Regions from separate parts of the Capra hircus genome. Here region 2 is linked to region 1. The links are chromatin contacts, called in public Hi-C maps. All regions are on one chromosome and are shown on one strand. The core of a region is the stretch at or near the end of the contact, and the rest is flanking DNA. Distances in the headings are between cores, read along the strand shown.

Region 1 (3,966 bases), core at 678-3,177:
CAGCTGCCTCATCGGCTCAGGTGGCTGAGGGGCCATCGGCCCCTGTTGCCAACCTGGTGACAGTGATTTTCCCACAGTTCTTTGCAGCTGATATTCACTTAGCCCCTGATCTCTGTGGAGAAACTGTGGGTGAGTTGTTACTCACACAGTGTCATCAAAGAAAATCCGCTGGAGTAGGCATCCCCTGTCTGTCCTGAACCCCATCTCTGCCACACACACACACACACACACACACACACATGCAATCACACACACACTCACACATACACTCACGCTTCTAGGAATTGCCTCTTGGGTGCCGATGAAAGCTGTCAGGCAACACTTGACTAAGACGCCCACTCTCCAGGGCAGGGAGAGAGACAGAAATGAAGGCGGTCAGCATGACAGCTGGGATGGTATTTTCCAGCCAGTGTGTTTCTAGCAGGAGCCTGGTACCCAAGCCCTCATGCCCTCCAATAGCTGGAGACTCAGATGGTTCCTCGTGTGTGGTTTTAGCGGGTTCTGTAACGAAGTGTTGGCCGAGGTAGAGAGAGCGGATGCGGATTGCTCTTTAGAGGAAAGCACAAGTTCTCTTTTGCTGTGAGCTCCTATTCATGGGCCTTTACATCTGAGCATCTGTGCAACCTCAGAGGAAGCTCACCCAGAGCAGAGAGAAGCGAGTCAGGGGCGGGAGAAGCAACAGGAGCCCAAGCCAGAACTCGGGGAGATTTCTTCTTGATGACGGATGCGTCCTGAATGACGTTTTCCTAATGAGCGTGTGCTGAGTTGCTTCAGTTGCGTCCAACTCCATGCGACCCTATGGACTGTAGCCCACCAGGCTCCTCTGTCCATGGGATTCTCTAGACAAGAACACTGGAGTGGGTAGCCATGCCCGTCTCCAGGGGGTCTTCCTGACCCAGGGATGGAACGCGGGTATCCTGCATTGCAGGCAGATTCTTTATCATCTGAGCCACTAGGGAAGCCCTGTTTTCTTAGTAAATGAGGCAAAAGGAGTAAGTTTTCAGCACTTTGCGCACCTATTCTCTGCAATTCTGTTCTCCACAGCTGGCTTGTCCGCCTGGCTTTGCTCCACCTGCCCCAAACTTCCCAGATCCTCGTGGCTGCCTTTGCTTCTGTCCTTATCTGGGGACCCTGCCTCCTGTGAAGCTGGGAGTCAAGGTTCCTCCCAGAAGAGGAGCCCAGATGCGCCTCTGGGGGCTTTCCTGAGCTCCCCCCACACTCACGCTGGGATAGCTAGCAGGGAGGGGACCTGGAGCCTGGGTCCCTCTGGGCAGCCCTCTCCCACCCCCTTGCTGCTGCACACTACCCTCCCCCCCGCTCCTCCTATGCCAGTCATCTCTGTTGCTCCGCAACATGTGGGCTCTTAGTTCCCAGACCAGAGATTGAACCCCCATACCCTTGCAATGTAAGGCCATTCTTAACCACTGGACCACCAGGGAAGTTCCAAACTAATCTCAATAAAGCAAATGTGGGAAAGAAAAAAAATCCAACACTAATCATACCCTAGTCCTCAAACCAGAAAGATGGGTAGAATCTCCGCTTTGAAGACTTCTATTTAGGGCATTGCCCTGACCACAAAGAGAAAAAGTGGGAACCTTGGAGGGGAAGGGCAGCCGGCCAGAGGCAGGAGGGGGCTGTGATGGGGCGTCAGGAGGACGTACACTGTCTGTAGTTTAAACACAACGCTGCCTGCATTCTGCTTATTGCATTTCCAAGACAAAAGCTCATAGTCTGGTTTGCATCAGGCTCTCAACCCTGTAGGCGGAGTTTTCTGTCACCGCTGCATCGTCTAATCCTTGACATTAAGACACAGCTGGAGGAGGTGGGAGAAGAAACCAGAGGAAAGAGAAACACCAAGGAGATCTGGGCCGGAGGCTTGGGAGCCAGGTAACCAGCATCCAGACCAATATGGCGGCCGCAGGACACATGCGGCTTCCGAGCTCGTGAGGTTGCGGCTGGTCTGCCTCGAGGTGTGCTGCAAGTACCGAATGCACTCTAGGTGCTGAAGACTTGCTGTGGAAAAAAGAATTGAAAATATCTCCAATGCCGCTGAAATGATTATATTTTGAGTCTATCCAGTCAGTTCAGTTCCGTTCAGTCGCTCAGTCGACTGACTCTTTGCAACCCCATGGACTGCAGCATGCCAGGCCTCCCTGTCCACCACCAACTCCTGGAGTCCACCCAAACCCATGTCCATCGAGTCGGTGATGCCGTCCAACCATCTCATCCTCTGTCGTCCCCTTCTCCTCCTGCCCTCGATCTTTCCCAGCATCAGGGTCTTTTCCAATGAGTCAGCTCTTTGCACCAGGTGGCCAAAGTATTGGATTTCAGCTTCAGCATCAGTCCTTCCAATGAACACCCAGCACTGATTTCCTTTAGGATGGACTGGTTGGATCTCCTTGCAGTCCAAGGGACTCTCAAGAGTCTTCTCCAGTGTATCGGGTAATACTACTAAAATTAATGTCAACTTTTTAAAAGTGTTTTTAAGGTGGCCAATAGAAAAAATTTTAATGGCACTGGGGTAAAATCCACATAAGATTGAGATTTGCTACTGTTTTTATATCAAGACACGCAAGACCTGGAAAGGGAGTATTCTGAGGCTGCCCCCAGCCCTGCTTGGGGAAATGGATAAGGGTGGGCTTCTCAGGATGGCGGGAAGATGGGCCATGAGACTAGGGACAGAGTTGGGTGAGAGAGTTAAGATGATCAAACATCATACTAAGACGCCAAGAATTTCTGAGGATAAATCAGGATGGATCCTGTAAGGATTTTCTAGTCTCTCCGCTCCTGGGTAACTCTTTTTGGCCCTTTCAGATTACAAAATAAAGATTTTAGACTTAAAAAAAAAACAAAACACCTTGGATTTGCACATCATTTGCTAAGCCTGTGTTCCTAAGGTGCCCTGAGAAAGGCTGGGGGTTGATCTTCTCGGGACAAACACATCCAATCCTGAATAATGAGTGCCAAAAAGCACGGTAGCGATTTCCCTGGCACTCCAGTGGTTAAGAATCTGCCTGCCAATGCAGGGGAGCCGCGTTTGATCCCTGGTCAGGAAGCTAAGATCCCACACGCCTCGGGGCAACTAAGCCCACTCGCCGCAACTGCTGAGTCCACGAGTCACAGCTAGAGAGAAGCCCCAGCGCTGAAACAAAGATCCCGCATGTGGCAAGCAAGTCTTGGCACAGTCAAAAACAGATAAATATTTTTAAAAACAGAGAGCGTTGCAGCGGGATCTGGATGTGTGGACTGTGGTCCTTGCGCTGCGTGACCTTCTGCCTCTGGTTTCCCTGTCCCTCTCCTCCTAATGTCCCATGTGCAGTGAAGATATAGACACAGTGTCTCCTGACAGCTTTTCATCTTAAACGTCGAGAAAGCTTGAGCCCTCTGTCTGCACGACAGGCACCCGCGTGTGCTTCTTCTCCGTGCTGATGAGCAGAATGAGGAAGAGGAAAGCCATGAAGCAGGAACCGTGCTTATCTCGTCTATTTCTCCATCCCCAGTGTGGACACCACCTGGTATCTAGTAAATAAATACAAGAATGAGAAAATGACAACATGGGGGGTGTCAGTACGAGAGTTGGGGCCTGCCCCTGTGAGGAGGAGTTCATTTAAAATAAAACTCAGTGTTGGGCGGTAGGGAGGGGGAGTTTAGAAAGACACATGGAATGTTTGCCAGGCTCAAAAGACCAATGTCATGATCTGACTTCATTTTTATTTTCTCTGAACAAACCTCACGGCTTGTGGGACTCTTAGTTCCCTGACCAGGGATCAAACCCAGGCCCCCTGCAGTGGACGCATGAAGTCTTAACCATTGGACTGCCAGGGAAGTCTCAACTTCAAACTTTAATAAGTCAAGCAAAGCCTTTAAACCAGAAGTTTTCAACCGGAGACAATCAGGGGACATCTGTCAATGTCTGAGATGCTTTTGGTTGTCATGACAGGTCCAGTGGTTAAGAATCCACACCTA
Region 2 (3,966 bases), core at 608-3,107, 61 kb after region 1:
TTTCACATGGCCCCCGACTCCACCACTCCAGATGGGTGACCTCAGGGCCCTCCCAGCACCAATGAGAAAGGCCCTGCCCAGCCTGGACATACGGGAAAGAGGACATCTGAACGCCGTGTGGTCCATGGAAGAGGGCGTCTACCATCTCGTGTTATTTTGCGGGGACTGAGCCTAAAGTGACCAGAAAGAACAAGTGTTTGAACAACTGAAGAAAGAATAAGAACCACAAAAGCGCATCCCCGGGGGGATGGTGTAATCTGACATTGAAGGAGAAGTCCGATTTATTTTATCTTCTGGAAACCTTTCTCCCCCTTCCAACAGAAACGTTTTCTCCCCTATAGTTTGTGTCAGAAAATAGCTTCTGGGGAGTTGGGGAGAAATATTCCCAAGCCCAGGAGGGGCTCACTTAGCAGACCCCTCGCAAAGCCTTGAACTGGTGTCCAAAAGTCAGAGCAAGGTTGCTTGTCTGAACACAAGCCACTGGGACCCGCTAAAAGTCTTGAGAGCTGAAAGCAGGGCCACTTCCAGAGGCCCTGTGGTCTCTCTGGGCCAGTCCCTTACCTGTCAGGGGGAGGGGGCAGGGAGCTACATTGATCACTCAGGCCCAAGACCCCGTCTAACCCTAAAATGGTCTGGCTCTGGGATTTGACTCTGGAAAAGAGAAAGTACCGTTCTACCCATCTCTCAGGGTCAGCTCCAAGGATTAAAATGCACTGCTGTGGACAGGCTTTACTATAAAGGACTGAGCAAATGGGGATTTAAATTCCCACCCAGGAGTGAAACCAGCCAGAACCTGGCCAGCCCCCTCCACCTTCGTAAACAAGGGCTGGCCCTCTCTGAGTCACGCCCCAGCACACATACACTGAATGATCTGAGATGGAGCAGTGGTCCTCCACCGTATCCCGACAGATCTTCATCACTGTTTCCACAAAGAGGGGCTGAAGCCTTCCCCTACACATACACTGCACAGAACCGCCTGCTGCTGGGCCGACCTTCCCTGCCCTCCATCCAGTAGACGGGGTCCCCAAGGAAAGTGGCCTGGTCAGACAAGCCCAGATGCCAGATGAGACGCGAGATGGGAGCCGGGCCCCAAGAGCCATCCTGATCACACAGGACACGGACCCAGGCTCAGCTGAAGACCCATTCCCTGGAGGGAAGCGTCGGCTCCTTCGCCTCATGGAAGGAGAGCTCGGCAGTGGCTTTCCTGGGACCTGGACTCAGAGGGAGGAGAAAGAGGAGACACCTACAGGCCAGGGTAGAGGGGCGGATCATCCAAGACAGAAAGCCCAGATCAGACATGACATTCCCAGAGGAAGGGTTAATAAAGCAGAAACGTGTTTATTAGGCATCCGTGCTCCTCACAGAGGAACAAGGCCCAGGACAGAAGCGCCTGCGACGTCTCCCGAGGTTGCAGGAATCTCTCTGAAAACTCCAGAGAACATGGGTGCTGGCTGGCCGCCACCCCAAGAAGAACAACACTATTTGGCTGGAGCGTGGCCACCGGAGGTGACCCTGGCAGGAAGCTAGAGCTGGCTCCTGGACTCCGCAAACACTGAGGAGCAGGCAGGGGCACCGGGACGCCCATCTGAACACTGGCAGACAGGAGGGTCTCCCGGGTGAGACCCAGGCCCCCGCCCTGGGCCAGCGAGGAGGGAGGGGGCTGGGGAGAGCGCGGGCTCCCGGTGGGGAGAAGACCCTCTCCAGGGGCCAGGTCCTCCAATCTGCCCGCCTCTTCCAGGGGCCGGCTCAGTCCCACACATAGGGGTTTCTAAACACCTGAGAGCTCTTGCCTTCCTTGGGCAGCGTGGCCTCCTGGCGGCTGTGGGCCGCGTAGATGTCCTCAGCCCGCAGGGTGGAGTTGGCACTGCCCGTCACCTGGCTGTTGGCGGTGGCCCGAGGGAGGATGACGTCGTACGCTCCAGCTCCATCGGACTGGAAGGAAGAACAGGCGGTCTCACAGCCGGTTCCGCCGGGGCGGATGTGCAAACAGTCGGCTTCCTGCGGGCCGTGCCTGCCAGCTTCCCCGCCCCTCCCCATCACCACCCGCCCCCACCCCGAGCTGGGCCTGGGATGGTGACTCTAAGTCTGGAGCCGAAGGGGCTGCCCTCTGACCTCCAGCCCCTTATCTCACCCTGAAGAGGGCTGGGCAGCGAAACGAGGCTCCAGTTGCCTCCAATGGTCCGGGGGCTTTGCGCAGGGGGAGGTTCCTCCTCTCAAGCCCCATCCCACTCCCTATACTGTGGGGCCCAAAGGAGGGTGAGCCAGGCTGAGCTCCTATGACCCAACCCACTCTGCTTCCTCTGGGGGTCTTTCCTGAGCCCCACCAATGAGGCCACATCCCCCACAGCATCGCAGCTGGTGTGCAGGGCCCAGGACACTCTTCTGTCCGGCCCTAGGTATCACATGTTTAGCAGCCTAATTTAGAGACTTAAAACCCTGGTGGTTTGGGGCTGGCGAGTTTTAAGTTTTGGAGACTTAAAAATCCAAATTCGTGGCCTGGATCCTGGTCAGAGCAGCAGTGGTTCTGTTGCTGGGTGGGCGAGGCTGAGGCGTCGTTCCCAGGGCCCACCCTGCAAGGAACGTGAGCCCCACCAGCCTCATCCCCAGGCAGAGAGCCGCCCCCAAAGCCCTGTAGCTCGGGGGCGGGGCGGCAGCTCTTCCACATACTCGAACCTGGAGGCCATGGGATGGGGGTGGGGGAGGTCCTCCCACCCCTTTACTATCGGCCCTCCCCCGCCCCTTATAGCTCCTAGAACATTGAGACCCTTGGTTCTCAAGCCTGGCTGTGCATCACAATCACCTGAACTGCTGAGCCACAAGCACACCTAGGGGGCCCCACCCCGAGGCGAGCTGGTCACTGTTTCAATGACCCTGATCTGTGACGTCAGCAGATTTCCACGGTCACTCCTACTGTGACTTGGGTAACTCCACGTAATCAAGGTGACGTCACCGAATCGATGCTAATCATCGGCTCCATCACACCACGGGCCCTTGTATTTTTAGTAAGTTCCAGGTGACATACAAAGGAGCCTGGTGGGTTCCAGTTGACTGGGTTGCAAAGAGTGGGACCCAGCTGAGCACACACACAGGTGATGGGAGTGGTGGGGGTCAAGGGACCATGGTTTTGGAGCCACTATGAGATAAAATATCTGTTCGTCCAAAGTCTTCCTGAAGGAGTGGGGCCCAATGCACACGGGTAGAGTGGGGCGGCCAGGCAGGGGACCCTGGGCGGCTGGGGGCTGGCAAACCCTGCTCCCACCCTTCCGAGATTCCTCTGCCCTCCCAGCTCCTGGCCATGGTCTGCTCTCACAGGACACAGGTTCAGGCCCGGGGAGAGCCCAGGACTGGAAGTGTGGGGTGCCCTGGCTTCACCCAGCCCCCAGGGCTCCAGGCGGGGAGAGGATGAGAACGCCACCCCACTGACCTCCCTGCTTCCTGTTCCCAGCCTCCTGCCAAGGGGGGGTCACTGACCTCTCTGCACAGTGACTGCCAGCCAGCCGGGGAGGAGGAACACCAATGGAGTAAGACTCTAACCCTCCGGCTTCCTGTTCCCACCCCCCTCCCTTGGCTAAGGGAGCATCTGGTTTCCAGAACCCAGGGGAGGTGTGAAGCTGAGAGTGGCTGCCTGCTGGCGGGGGGAGGGGAGCTGGGGGCCCTCCTGGGACAGCTGTGGTTGCGGAGTCAGGATCTACCCAGACCTGCCCTGTGCACCTCTGTCCACCAGGAATGCACATACCTGGCTGAGGCCCCCTTGTCCCTGCGTGGGGGACAGCTAGCGGCTCCCACCAGTGTAGAGAGAGACCGTTCTGAGCATCTAGCCTCAGGGGGTTGTGTGATACCCTGATGACACGGGGCAGGGAGGCCCCGCCACAGGGATTGTCACTCCCAGGAAAATGGCATTGGAGGCCCTGGGTTCCCCAAGGCTGACCCATTGGACACAGAGCCAGCCTTCTCCCTGCCACCTCC

What was found. Hi-C and Micro-C count contacts between places; a contact is called where the count stands out from the background.
Region 2: a Hi-C map of blood shows a contact between it and region 1, with 2.0 times the contacts expected there. The contact joins two enhancer-like sites. A contact is called at or near these places in 3 of 5 Hi-C or Micro-C datasets (all in blood).

The regions. Positions count from the first base shown.
Region 1 is chr19:56,127,249-56,131,214 of ARS1.2, forward strand. No RefSeq gene overlaps it. Among named protein-coding and RNA genes, the nearest start is that of GPRC5C, 75 kb to the right of the region's middle. Within about 2 kb of position 1,928, at least 1 of the 5 cell types and tissues checked has an H3K27ac peak or open chromatin away from gene starts, as enhancers often do.
Region 2 is chr19:56,187,999-56,191,964 of ARS1.2, forward strand. GPRC5C (G-protein coupled receptor family C group 5 member C) reads right to left here. Exons shown (of 5, transcript XM_018063878.1): 4 at 1,777-1,932; 5 at 1-171. The coding sequence ends at 139. Among named protein-coding and RNA genes, the nearest start is that of GPRC5C, 14 kb to the right of the region's middle. Within about 2 kb of position 1,858, at least 3 of the 5 cell types and tissues checked have an H3K27ac peak or open chromatin away from gene starts, as enhancers often do.